2 separate regions of the Pan troglodytes genome follow, and region 2 is linked to region 1. The links are chromatin contacts, called in public Hi-C maps. All regions are on one chromosome and are shown on one strand. The core of a region is the stretch at or near the end of the contact, and the rest is flanking DNA. Distances in the headings are between cores, read along the strand shown. Region 1 holds the start of SPRED2 (sprouty related EVH1 domain containing 2). Region 2 holds the start of ACTR2 (actin related protein 2).

Region 1 (6,451 bases), core at 1,219-3,718:
GGAGCGGCAGGGACTGCTGCGAGGAGGAGGAGAGCGCCGGCCGCGGGTGGGGGGGCTCAGTCCGGGGTCGCCCCCGGGGGGCCGGGCCAATCACGGTTCCGGGGAGCGGTCGGCGGCCGGGGGAGGTGCGCCTGGGAGGCGGTGCAGGGCGCCCCGTCCGAGCCCCATCTCTCGACTCCACCGATTTACTCCATATTGGATTCTCACCGCCGCCAACAGGAGGAGGAAGTAGGGCGGAAGCGATGACGTCTTCCCAGCGGCCAGAGGTGGTGGAGTGCAAAAAGCTTCCTACTTGCGACCGAAAAAAAAGGGAGAAGAAAAAAAAAAACTTTGTCCCGCCTACTGAGCACGCCCCGCTTCCTCTCCCCCTCCCTCCTGGCTTCCACTCCCGGGGGAGCCGCGGAGCCGAGTTGTTTGCTTGCGCCGCGACCGTCTGGCTCCGAATCCTCCTTGATTAGGGCTCCGGGTTTTAGGAAGCCCGAGAGGAGGGAGGAGGCGGGAGCGGAGGACTCGTACACATCTGGCTCCCGTTTTTGCCCCCTCCCTCCTTCCAAACACCGAGATTAAAAATCGGGGGGTTGGGCGGGGGCGGAGATGGGAAACTCAAGGGAGGGGAGGGAGTAAAACAGCTGAAGAGGTGCTCAGGCTCAGAGGCACAACTACACCCACCGCGGGGTGGGAAGGTAGGGGCGGCGCAGGTGCCAGGGGCTGGCTTCTCCAGCCCAACCCAACCAGAGAGGGGAGGGGGTTCGACTTTGCCAAGGTTCTGAAAGGCAGAGGCTTTTCCGTTTCACGTGAATCTTGTGATTTTTTTTCTTTTTTGTCTCAATAGAGGAATGGATTTTTGTTTTGTTTTGTTTTGAGATGGAGTCTCGCTCTGTCCTCAGGCTGGAGTGCAGTGGCGCGATCTAGGCTCACTGCAACCTCCACCTCCTGGGTTCAAGTGATTCTCCTGCCTCAGCCTCCCGAGTAGCTGGGACTACAGGCGCGCGCCACCACGCCCAGCTAATTTTTGTATTTTTAGTAGGGAGGGGGTTTCACCATGTTGGCCAGGATGGTCTCGATTTCTTGACCTCGTGATCCGCCTGCCTCGGCATCCCAAAGTGCTGGGATTATAGGCATGGGCCACCGCGCCCGGCCAAGGAACGGATGTTTTTAAGAATCATTACTCATGCAAAGAAAAAGGTCAACCCAGCACAGCCCAGAAACGTTTGCATTTCCGTAGAAATTATGGAATTTCTCGCGTTAAGAAGCAGCCCCGGCCGGGCGCGGTGGCACACGCCTGTAATCCCAGCACTTTGGAAGGCCGAGGCGGGCAGATCACCTGAGGTCGGGAGTTCGAGACCAGCCTGACCAACATGGTGAAACATCGTCTGTACTAAAAATACAGAATTAGCCGGGCGTGGTGGCGCGTGCCTGTAATCTCAGCTACTCGGGAGCTGAGGCAGGTGAATCGCTTGAACCCAGGAGGTGAAGGTGGCGGTGAGCCAAGATTGTGCCACTGCACCCCAGCCTGGGCAACAAGAGCAAAACTCCATCTCAAAAAAAAAAAAAAAAAAAAAAAAAAAAAGAAGAAGAAGAAAGAAAGAAAGAAAAAGAAACAAGAGACATAGTCCCTATCCCTTGCTGCTCTCCAAACACAGTAGACTTTTCCATCCTCTTGAATGTCCATGGGACAATCCAGATACGATGTTAACTAAATAGCAACCACTGAACAGGTTAAGAGATTAAATATTTGCCTCAGGCTGGGCGCAGTGGCTCATGCCTGTAATCCCAGCACTTTGGGAGGCTGAGGTGGGCAGATCACCTGAGGTCAGGCGTTTGAGACCAGCCTGGCCAACATGGCAAAACCCTGTCTCTACTAAAAATATAAAAATTAGTTGGGTGTGGTAGTGGGCGCCCATAATCCCAGCTACTCAGAAGGCCGAGGCAGGAGAATTGTTTGAACCCAGGAGGAGGAGGCTGCAGTGTGCCGAGATTGCACCATTGCACTCCAGCCTGGGCAACAAGAGCAAAACTTTGTCTCTAAATAAATAAATAAATGCCTCAAATTTAGTATTCCTAAAATTTACATGCATATAAGAGCCACAAATGCTCCAAAAAGTTTCACCTTGAGTCAGGGATAAACTGGTGGTTTACTCCAGGCTTTGTGCTTATCACAGCCATGATCTCTGTAGACATGGAGTGGGGTTCACGCTGGTGATGTGTGGTGGTGGGGAGGGCATGAACCAGGGGATGGAACAGCTTGGTTCTGGTTTTCTCCTAGCAGTCCTGAGACCCCGAGTGAGTTTCTTTATAAAACAGGAATAACAAGGCCAAGCTTGTCTTTATCAGTTTTTGAGGCCATTGAGAGTTCCTGAGAAAGTACTAAGCAAAGGCAAGATCTCATTGTCTTCCAAATCCCCAGATGGCTAAGGAATCTACCCAAGTCTCACCTTTGGCCATGGTTGCTCTTCTACCTTGGAGTGCTGAAAGAGATCCCACCCTGTTATTCCTGAACTTCCCAGAACACAGGCACTTACCCATGTCAAAATTATCCACCCTGTGGGCATCTCTTGGGCTCCACCCTCCAGTTTCAAGGTACACAAATGGCAAGGTGGCAGGTGAGGTGATTAATTTCTGCAGGTAGGCCAGCTCTATGAGCAGGTTAAATTGGTGTCATCACCACTCACTCAGCCAGCTCTCTGCTTAATAGCAGTGAACGACTGGCCCAGCCTATGGACCAGGTTGCCAGGGGAACAATGATAAATATTCTGAGGTCCAGAAGTCCCCAAGTCCCCACTGGGATCACCTGGTACCATACTCCAGCTGGGCTATCTCAGGCAGGCCCTTAGGTCCACTGAGCCTTGGGTTCAGTGTCTGTTGGGTCGGAATAGTACCCACAACATAGGGTTGCTGGGAATCTTAAATGGGCTATACAGATTCCTGATAGCCCTTTCCTCTCTCTGGCCAGCTGGTTTACCAAATGCCCCCCTCCACTCTGTCCTTCATGTTCCTTTAAATGAAGCCTGCCAGTTCTCTTCTGTCTTGTTCAACACCCAAAAGGGGCCTTTTGATGGAAACATTACTAGCAGGTCACTTCTTGGTCCTCCCCATCAATTACTGTGGTTGAGGCAAGTCTGACTCCTGCAGCTCCATAGAATAAATGAGGACATTGGGCGAATAACTCAGATATGTCTGTTGATCTGAACATCAAGGTGTTATCAAAGTCCATTGGATTGTTGCTGGAATAGGGGATATCACAGATTTAGGGCTTTAATTGATGTCACTGCTGAAAGAGCTAAGGACCCACATCCCTGTCTCTCCCCACAACCGGCAGAACAGGGGGCTGCGGGAATCTCTGAACACGATCAAATCAATAGTGCTCAGTCAGAGTAGGATCGTAAAGCTTCAAAAGTAATATCGATCTGCTCACAACTTCACGCAAACCCAGCGGGGCCCCCAGCAGGTCCCCCACCTACAGGCTTCTCAGTTCCGAGTCCTGGGCGAGGGAGCACCCCCACCCCGGCCCTTCCCGCGGGCTGCCCGGAAAGCCCGGAGCGCGGAGCCGGAGCGACCCTCCGCGGCCGGGGACGGGCATGCTCAGTAGCCCCGCAGGTCCTGTTTCACTGGGAAGCCGTCCGCGGCCCCCACCCCTCCCGCCTGGCTCGGGCGCCAGGAGAAGCGGACATTTTAGCCTCCTCTGCAATCCGCTCTCTCGTTCGTGTCCTTCTCCCCCCTCTCGTCCGGTAGGGCCGGCAGTGTAGATTTCCCCAGGGGCGGGGGTGGGATCTGAGCAATCACTCGCCCTCCCCCTTCCCAGGGGCGGGGAGGGGGTGATTTAGGGAGGACTCCACGGGGCCCAAAGGTTCGCACCGCCCCGCCGCGGCCCAGCCTGCAGAAGCCCCCCGCTGCCGCGGCGCCCCCGCTCCCCGCCCCGCGAGGCGCGCGCAGCTGCGCCCGGGCCTGTCCTCGCTTCACCCCCACTCTGCCCCTTCGGTATTTCTCAATGACCGGCGCTCCGAGGACACTTCCGACGCGGAGGGAGGGGGTGTCATTAGCGCTCGGTTATCAGTTCCTTCCGGTCTCCCCGAGCTCAACCCTGCGCGCGGCCGGGCCGCGCCTCGGGCGATCTGGTGCCTTTATTATGATGTTTAAGTAAGCAGTCGTGTGTGCCAAGTGAGTTTGTAGCCCAGCTGTCTCCCCCAAGCCCCGCTGGCAGGAATGGAAACCCAAACTCTCTCGTAATGCAGGGGATGATGCAAACTTAGAAACTGACCCGGCGCCCGGGAATGAGGCCCCCCCGCCCCGGGCGTGCGGCGGCCCAGTAGGGGCATGAATGGCTGGAGCCCGATTGCATAATCCGCGCGGTATAAATAGCCGGCGGGCGGGCCGCTGACGCGCTCGGTTGTGCCGTTATCGTGCAATGCTTCATCCCCGGTGCCGTTCACTCCCAGGTCGTTTTCCCTTTCAGCTGCAATGCCGGGATTTTAAATAGCAGAGATGAAAGGCCCCTGCCCCCGCCTCCCTCCTCCCCTGAGTTCATGTATTATGAATGAAACGGCAGCCTCGCTGCTTCCTGAGGTGCTCCACTTCAGGTAGGAGAGAGACTCAATGTCAAGGCAGCTGGCTACTAAAAGTTGGGTGTGTGCGCGCGTTGGGGAGGGACGGAGAGCAGGAAATAATTGACAGGCTGGGAAACATTCTTTTCGAGAAAATGTAACCGCTCAGGGTTTGCCTCTGGAGTTTCAGTTTACAACTGTACAAGCCTCAGTCAATTTAAGAATGGATTATGCAAAGGGGCTTTCGACTGCGGCTTGCTCGCCCTCACACCCTAGGCCGCTGTCTCTGTGGAAAGTGCTGTTTCATTCAGAGGAGCTGGTTTCTGCCCTCCCAGGGAGGCAGCACACATCCCCTCTCCCCTCTCATCCCCCACTTTAAGATGAGCCCTGAGAACCCTTGAGGGTCTCGAGAAAAGCGAATGCTGGTCACTGTAGCCATTCTCTAGTTCCAGAACCCCTTGGAAGCCTCAGCGAGGTCCAAAGCTGAGTAAGTTTTAAAACGTATTTTTTTTCCAACAGTTTTTCAACAATAGGTAGTCATTTTAAAAATTAAAGGATGAAGCAAGTTTTCGTCTTCTCATGAATACCAGATTTCAACTTAATTTCTTAACATAAAAATGGCCAGTTCTTCACAAATGCATTTCTGACATGTGAAGGGCAATGGTCAAGGTCATGATTTTTTTCATTGGATACCCATTGCTCCAGTCTGCCTTGAAAGCACCAGGGCTCTATGAGGCAGTGGGGATACAGGAGTGAAGAAATCCAGGCTCCTTCCCTCCAGGGATTCGGTCAGCTGGGGCAACAGGCATGTAAAAAACACATGAGGCCGCGAGGTAACAGCTCTGAAAAATGGAGTAAGCAGAAGAGAAAGCAGGGGTCAGGGAAAGGATCCTTGAAAGATGCTGGGAGTGCCCTTAGATAACTGGAAGGGGAGGGATCTCGGGGATAAAGAGCCGGGTTACCACAAAGGCCCTAGGTGCGAAATAACTTTGGGAGGAGGGGGAAGGAGGTGCGGGAAAGGGTGGAGAAGGGTAGAAGCCAGGTCTGGGAGGTCACACAGGCCTTGCTGAAGAAGGTTACCCTTTATTTTGAAATCATGGAACCTTTTGTAGTCGATTCACAGCTGATCTTTGTCTAGTCCCAGATCACTGCAGTGGCTCCCAAAGTTATGCAAATGTGGGGCAAGTGGGCATCCATTGTTCTGGGATTAGGGCATCAAACCAAATTCACAAACTGACAGCTCCTAGGCCAGATAAGGCCCCAGACAAGTTTTGTTTTGCCTGTTTTGTTGTTGTTGTTGTTGTTGTTTTTTAATCAAGCTAACAGCTTAAAACCAGAATATTTCACATAAAACTCAATATTTTTGGTTCCTCCTGAAAAAAATTAAAGACTTAGCAACTGTGAGTGCCAGATTTCTACGGGGTAACAGTCGATGGTTGCTGAGTGGAGGCTGCCCTGTCTGTCAGGCTTCTGGCTCCTGGAGGCATTTGAGCTTTTGACCCCTGGCATAACAGGATGTTTTGTGACTGGGTGAAGGCCCCACTCTGAGACCCCAGGCTGGTAGAGCTTGTCACTGGGTAAAAGCAATTTGCATGAGGAGCGCTGGGCCTCTTGGGAGGCCAATCCCCAATCTCCTTACCAAAGACACTGTATTCTACCTAGGCAGGCAGCCCACAGGCAGGGAGCAGTGAGGCTCCTAAAATAACAATGAACATTGATCCCAGCTTGGGCTCTGTTTCTAGGGAACCCAACCTAAGAGAAGTAGGCTCTCTCCCACCAGGGGAGCTGGAGGGGCTCAAGTGATCAGCTGAGAAAATCACCAAATTTGTGGAACAAGTTTTACAAGTTACATAACCAAATAGTTTAAGCAGGGAATGCTAGGCTCAGGTTTTATACTTTAATAGGTTATT
Region 2 (6,451 bases), core at 2,384-4,883, 220 kb before region 1:
CTCTTTCTTTCTTGCTCTCCCTCTTTCTTTCTTTTTCTTTCTTTACTTTTTTTTGTTTTTTTTTGAGACAGAGTCTCACTCTGTCACCCAGGCTGGAGTGCTGTGGGGTGATTTCGGCTCACTACAGCCTCTGCCTCCCAGGCCAATCAGCTAATTTTTGTATTTTTAATAGAGATGGGGTTTCACCATGTTGGCTAGACTGGTATTGAATTTCTGGCCTCACTGATCCACCTGCCTTGGCCTCCCCAAGTGCTGGCATTACAGGCATGAGCCACCGTGCCCAGCCACAATCTCTATTTCTTTTAAATACAATAAAATAAAAAACAATAAAATTATAATAAAAAAGTCATTCCTGAGTAGGATGACTCGGGTTAAGAATGACTTAGGTTTTCATGATAGATCTGGAGTTTCCAAAACTCTGGGTAAACAGAGCTCAGGCTTTGAGGACAGGCACACCTGTGTCTAATCCTGCTGCTGCTACATGATAGGTACATTTGGGCAGGTAACTTAAATTTTTTAAAGCCTTATTGGAGTTATAACATGTAATTTACACATCTCAAAATTTACCTATTACAAGTGTGCGGTTTATTTTTAGTAAATTTTTATGGTTGTGTAACCATTACCAAAATCTAGTTTTAGTATTCCATCAATCCATAAAGTTGTCCCATGCCCATCTGCAGCCAAACCTGGCTTCCAGTTTCAGCCCCAGCAATCACTAACCTGCTTTCTGTATCTATAATCTTGCTTTTTCTATATTTGTGATTTTCCTATGAAATCACAGTCTTTTTATCTGCTATAGTGTTTTTTTACTTTCATCCATGTTACAGCATGTATTGGTTTATTTTTATCACCAAATATTCTATTGTATGGCTGTACTACATATTGTTTACTCATTCACAAACTGATAGACATTTGAATAGTTTCCACTTTTTGCCTATTATGAGTAATTCTGCAATGGACATGTAGGTATGAGTCCATGAACATATGTTTTCATTTCTTTTAGGTATATACCTAGGCATGAAATTGCTGGGTTATATGGCAATTTATGCTTAATTTTTTAAAAAACTGTCAAACTGCTTTCCAAAGTGCCTGTACCATTTTACATTCTCACCAGGAATGTAGGAGTGTTTGTTTCTCCACATTCTTGCCAAACTTGTTTTCTATTTTTTTGTTTTTGTTTTATTTTGTTTTGTTTGTTTTTGAGATGGAGTCTCGCTGTCACCCAGGCTGGAGTGCAGTGGCACGATCTCCGCTCACTGCAATCTCTGCCTCCCAGGTTTAAGCGATTCTCCTGCCTGAGCCTCCCCAGTAGCAGGGATTACAGGCACCTGCCACCACGCCCGGCTAATTTTTGTATTTTTTAGTAGAGACGGGGTTTCACCATGTTGGTCAGGCTGGTCTCAAACTCCTGACCTGAAGTGAGCCACTCGCCTTGGCTTCCCAAAGTGTTGGGATTACAGGTGTGAGCCACCTAGCCCCGCCAAAACTTGTTTTCTATTTTTCTGATTATAGCCATTCTAGTGGATATTAAGTGTTATCTTATTATGCTTTCAATGTGCATTTCTCCAATGATTAATGATGATGAATATCTTTTTATGTACTTATTTGCCATTCATAAATCTTCTTTGGTAAAATATCTATTCAAATATTTTCTTCTAGTTCATGGCTTTTCTTTTTCTTTTTTTTGAGATGGAGTTATGCTCTGTTGCCCAGGCTGGAGTGCAGTGGCATGATTTCGGCTCACTGCAACCTTTGCCTCCTGGATTTAAGCAATTCCCCTGCCTCAGCCTCCCAAGTAGCTGGGATTGCAGGTGCCCGCCACCACGCCCAGCTAATTTTTGTATTTAGTAGAGATGGGGTTTCACCATGTTGGTGAGGCTGGTCTCAAACTCCTGACCTCAGGTGATCCACTCACCTCAGTCTCCCAAAGTGCTGGAATTATAGGCGTGAGCCACTGCGCCTGGCCCTTTTGCTTTATTTTCTACTTTTTTTTTAAATTGCTTGTTGCCTAAGACAGACCAAGATTTTTTGTTTTTGTTTTTTTTTTCTTCTTCTTCTTTTTTTTTTTTTAGATAGGGTCTGGCTCTGTCACCCAGGCTGTAGCGTAGTAGCGCAATCTCAGCTCACTGCAAATTCTGCCTCCTGGGCTCAAACCATCTTCCCACCTCTGCCTCCCAAGTAGCTGGGACTATATGCACAGCTAATTTTTGTATTTTTTATAGAGATGGGGTTTCACCATCTGGCCTAGGCTGGTCTTGAACTCCTGAGCTCAAGCGATCCACCCACCTTGGTCTCCCAAAGTGCTGGGATTACAGATGTGAGCCATTGTCCCAGTCTAGATTTTTTGTTTCAATACATGAACTAAAAGCTTTAAATTTCTATTATGTCAACTATCAATTTTTTCTTTTATAGATCACGATTTTAGCGTCATATCTAAGCAAACTTTGCTTAACTTAATATCAAAAGATTTTCCTCTTTTTCTTCTGAAATTTATAGTTTTAGCTTTTATATTTAGGTCTATGATCCACTTAAATCAATTTTTATGTGTGATGTGAGGTAAGAATCAAAGTTCTTTTTTTTCCCTCCCACATCATTCATTGAAAAGATTACCCTTTCCCCATGGATTGTTTTAGCACCATTGTTGAAAATCAATTGACCATAATGTAAAGGTTTGTGGACTATTTGATTCCATTGATCGATATATCTGCCTCTATGCCAGTATTACAGTCTTCATTACTGTAGCTTTATAATAAGTTTTGAATTCAGGTAGTGGAAGTTCTCCATCTTTTTCTGTTTCAAAATCCTTTTATTCTGGTTCCTTTTCATTTCATATAAATTTTAGGGCCAAACTTGCCAATTTTTTTTTTTTTTTTTTTGAGATGGAGTCTTGCTCTCACCAGGCTGGAGTGCAGTGGCACGATCTCTGTCACTGCAACCTCTGCTTCCCGGGTTCAAGCGATTCTCCTGCCTCAGCTTCCTGAGCGGCTGGGATTACAGGCGCGTGCCAACACGCCCAGCTAATTTTTGTATTTTTAGTAGAGACGGGGTTTTGCCATGTTGGCCAGCCTTGTCTTGAACTCCTGATCTCAGATGATTTGCCCTCCTTGGCCTCCCCAAGTGCTGGGATTACAGGCGTGAGCCACCGCGCCCGGAATAATGCTCTTTCTTTAAAAATACAAATTAGCAATCCCCTTAATTCCACAAAGAGGAAAAGTAAAAGAACACAGAAATGCTTGAGTTCAATTTGCTGAGACCAATAAAATGCACTTTCAAGAAAACTGCACAGCACTAGCATTGGAGGCCACAAAAATAAGATACGGACTCTATACTCAAGGAATTCATGAACAAATAAGTTTTTCTGCTGGCTGAGGTACTTCTCTGACTGTTAAAGCAGGTAAAACGAAGAAATGTTCCTCCGAGACTTCCTACCTATTCTAACCCCTCAAACTTCTAATTGCAACAATGGCAGCTTTATTTTTATCTTAATATTTATGTGTTGAGGGTTCCATATAAGATTAAATTTGAATAAAGCACTGTATGCCTTTAAAAAGGTTTGAAAATCACTGGTCTAATAAAAGAACAGTGAAAACTGACAGGCAGCTATATTATAAAAAGAATACTGGATTGAGGGTTCATGATGACTGTTTTATTCTAGTTGTTGAACATGTACAGCCATGTCGAAGGAAAAGTTCTATTTCTCACCTCTCATAAAGAATGGCATTTTAAAGGTGAATTTTAATGTCATTCATCTAATAAATATTTGTTGCATGCAATAAGCACAATGTTATTCATATATTCATAGTAAAGTAATAGGGAGAAAGGAAGTACGGAATATCCTGAGGATATCAGCTGTCATCAGAGATGTAACAAGCTGGGTCTCAGAGCACAAGTTTGCCAATTGATTAAAAAGGAAAAAAAATGAGGCATCGTAGATAGAATCATAGGTCCAGAAGAACAGAATTAGAAATAGCTACCACTGAATGAACATTTCCTCTATGCATAGACTTTTATCCTCACCACACCTATGGAGATAGAAGTTATTATCCCCATGCAGACAGGGGTATGCCAAAATCACAAAACTCGTGAGTGGCAGCGCCACGTTTGAAACTGGGGTTGTCTGATTTCAAAGCCAAGGCTCTGGGTTCACAGAAGTACATGTACTTAAGAGGTGTGAAGCAACATGGGACTACTGGAAGAAGGAGGCGGTGAGCCACGAGGCTGGAAATGCAGGCACCTGCTCTCGCTCACTTGACCATAGAGCAACTTGGGCAAAGAACGGGTGGGCTGACATTGGAGTATGGAACAAACGCATGATTTCAAATAAGCATGTGTGTATCCATCCCAGTTCTGTCCGCTGAAAAGGCCTAGAAGCAATAACACACCAAGCCCTGTCGAATGGTGGGGTCCGCCAGGACCTCCAGGCTTGCTCCCCGCCCTACCCGCCAGCTTCTCCGCCACATTCCACTGCCGCAGCAGAACCGGTGTCCTTCACCTGCCTGCGTCTTCTGCAGTTCGTTAAGCGGCGCCCTTAGCTCCTGTGACACTTTAGGGAGAAAGCCGCAGCACCGGCGATGTTGGCCGCCATTAAGGCCCGGCAAAGCGCCCGGAACTAGAAGCGGCGAAGAACCCGGGTGGGCAGCGACCGTGACAGCCGAGCCGGAAGCGGAGCTGCGGGAGGGGCCTCGACGCTCCTCCATCTTTTATTGGAGCTCACCGCTGCCAGTCGCGCTGCCTGCCCGTCCCACCCTTTTCGTGCAGGCATTCAGCTAAATGACGGGCGGAGCCTGGCGGCAGCTTCCGGTCGGGGGAAAAAAGTTGGGCCGAAGGAGGGGCCGGGAAGACGCAGGAGGAAGAAAAGAAAACGTCCGGGCGGCGGTGGCTGTAGGTTGTGCGGCTGCAGCGGCTCTTCCCTGGGCGGACGATGGACAGCCAGGGCAGGAAGGTGGTGGTGTGCGACAACGGCACCGGGGTAAGGGCCGCGCGAGGAGGCCTTGGCGGCCACAGACGCCGGCGGGGACGAGCAGCTGGCGCACGGGCCCTCGGCCCCCAGGGCTGCACCTCCGGGCCCTCGGGGCGAAGGGGCGCGGGGCGGTGCCTCCCACCTCCGCGGGCGTGGGAGCGAGCCGGCCGTTCTCTGGTCTCCCTTGAGCCTGCCACACATTTAGCCTGCCACCCCCTCACCCTTCCGGGTCGGGGCGGCGGGCGAGACCGGCACTGGACACGGAGCCTACTGACCGCCCGGCAGGGAACTGCTCCGCGCTTATGCGGGGGCAATTGGGCTAAAGCGGACGGAGGGGTAAAAGGCTCGGTTTGTGTGTTCCGAGAAGGGCTCTTTTCCCCAGGGCCACCGGTTTGTAAAAAGGAGAAAGACCTAGAGGCCTTCCTCTTCCTGTATAGTTGAAGATACACCAAACGAGAAGCAGGAAGCAGGTTTACTTTAAAAAAAAAAAAAAAAAAAAAAGGGAAGTGCTGTCATGGAGTGTGGACCTCAGCCCTTTCGCTGTGTTTGTTGGGCTTTTTATTAGTTTTTTCGAGGGAAGGGGTCCAGATCGGCAGCGCATCGTTCACTTTTTGTTTTACATACTAGTATTTGGCCCAGGAGCAGGCCCACGGAGACCAGCATGTTCCATTGAGTGGTTTTGGGTGACCTAGGATGCCGCAAGACTCAAGTGTTAATTCCACTAGCCTTAGGGGAAGTTAGTGTTGATTATCCCACCCCCAACCCCTTTTTTCCCCTTCGTTTCAGTATACAGGTAATGTTAGCTTTTAAGATTCAAAAATTGTAAAATCTGACTAAAGCACTGATTTAGAAACTATTTGAAAATTGTTTCTGTAATCCCAGCACTTTGGGAGGCCCAGGCGGGCAGATCACCAGAGGTTAGGAGTTCGAGACCAGCCCAGCCAACGTGGTGAAACCCCGGTCTCTACTAAAAATACAAAAATTAGCCTGCCGTGGTGGTGCTTGCCTGTAATCCCAGCTACTTGGGAGGCTGAGGCAGGAGAATCGCTTGAAGCCAGGAAGCGGAGGTTGCAGTGAGCCAAGATTGCGCCACTGCACTCCAGCCTGGGCGACAAGAGTGAAACTCCGTCTCAATTATAAAAAAAAAAAATTGTTTCATTCAGACCTCCCTCTTGCCAGATTAAAAAAAAATGTATTTTGGGTAGCAAAGTCAGCAAATTAGAAGATGGAAATATTATTTATTCTGGATGACTTCTATAGTGATTTCTAACCATTTTGATGTTGCAACATTTTGTGACTTTTCTCCCCTCCCTCCCATAAATATGATGTATGAATTAAAGTACATTTTACTTGAACAAAACACTTTGGAATCTGAATTGTTGAGGGGGAAAAGAGCTGGTATTTACTGCCATAATACTGCCCTTGATTAGATTTGTTACACAATTTTACAAGCAATAATTATGGTAGCTTCATCTGAACTGTGTTAAAAAT

What was found. Hi-C and Micro-C count contacts between places; a contact is called where the count stands out from the background.
Region 2: a contact with region 1 is called in a Hi-C map of stem cell-derived neural progenitor cells, with 4 times the contacts expected there. The contact joins the promoter of ACTR2 here to the promoter of SPRED2 in region 1. A contact is called at or near these places in 1 of 7 Hi-C or Micro-C datasets (stem cell-derived neural progenitor cells) and 1 of 1 datasets of contacts at active chromatin or transcription factors (stem cell-derived excitatory neurons).

What each region holds. Positions count from the first base shown.
Region 1 is chr12:57,280,038-57,286,488 of NHGRI_mPanTro3-v2.0_pri, reverse strand. SPRED2 (sprouty related EVH1 domain containing 2) reads right to left here and starts at 2,468. Exons shown (of 7, transcript XM_063789766.1): 1 at 2,436-2,468; 2 at 1-288. It overlaps LOC104004996 (a long non-coding RNA gene), which reads left to right and starts at 3,615. Exons shown (of 7, transcript XR_010149417.1): 1 at 3,615-3,728.
Region 2 is chr12:57,497,805-57,504,255 of NHGRI_mPanTro3-v2.0_pri, reverse strand. It overlaps ACTR2 (actin related protein 2), which reads left to right and starts at 3,633. Exons shown (of 9, transcript XM_016948644.4): 1 at 3,633-4,969. The coding sequence starts at 4,922.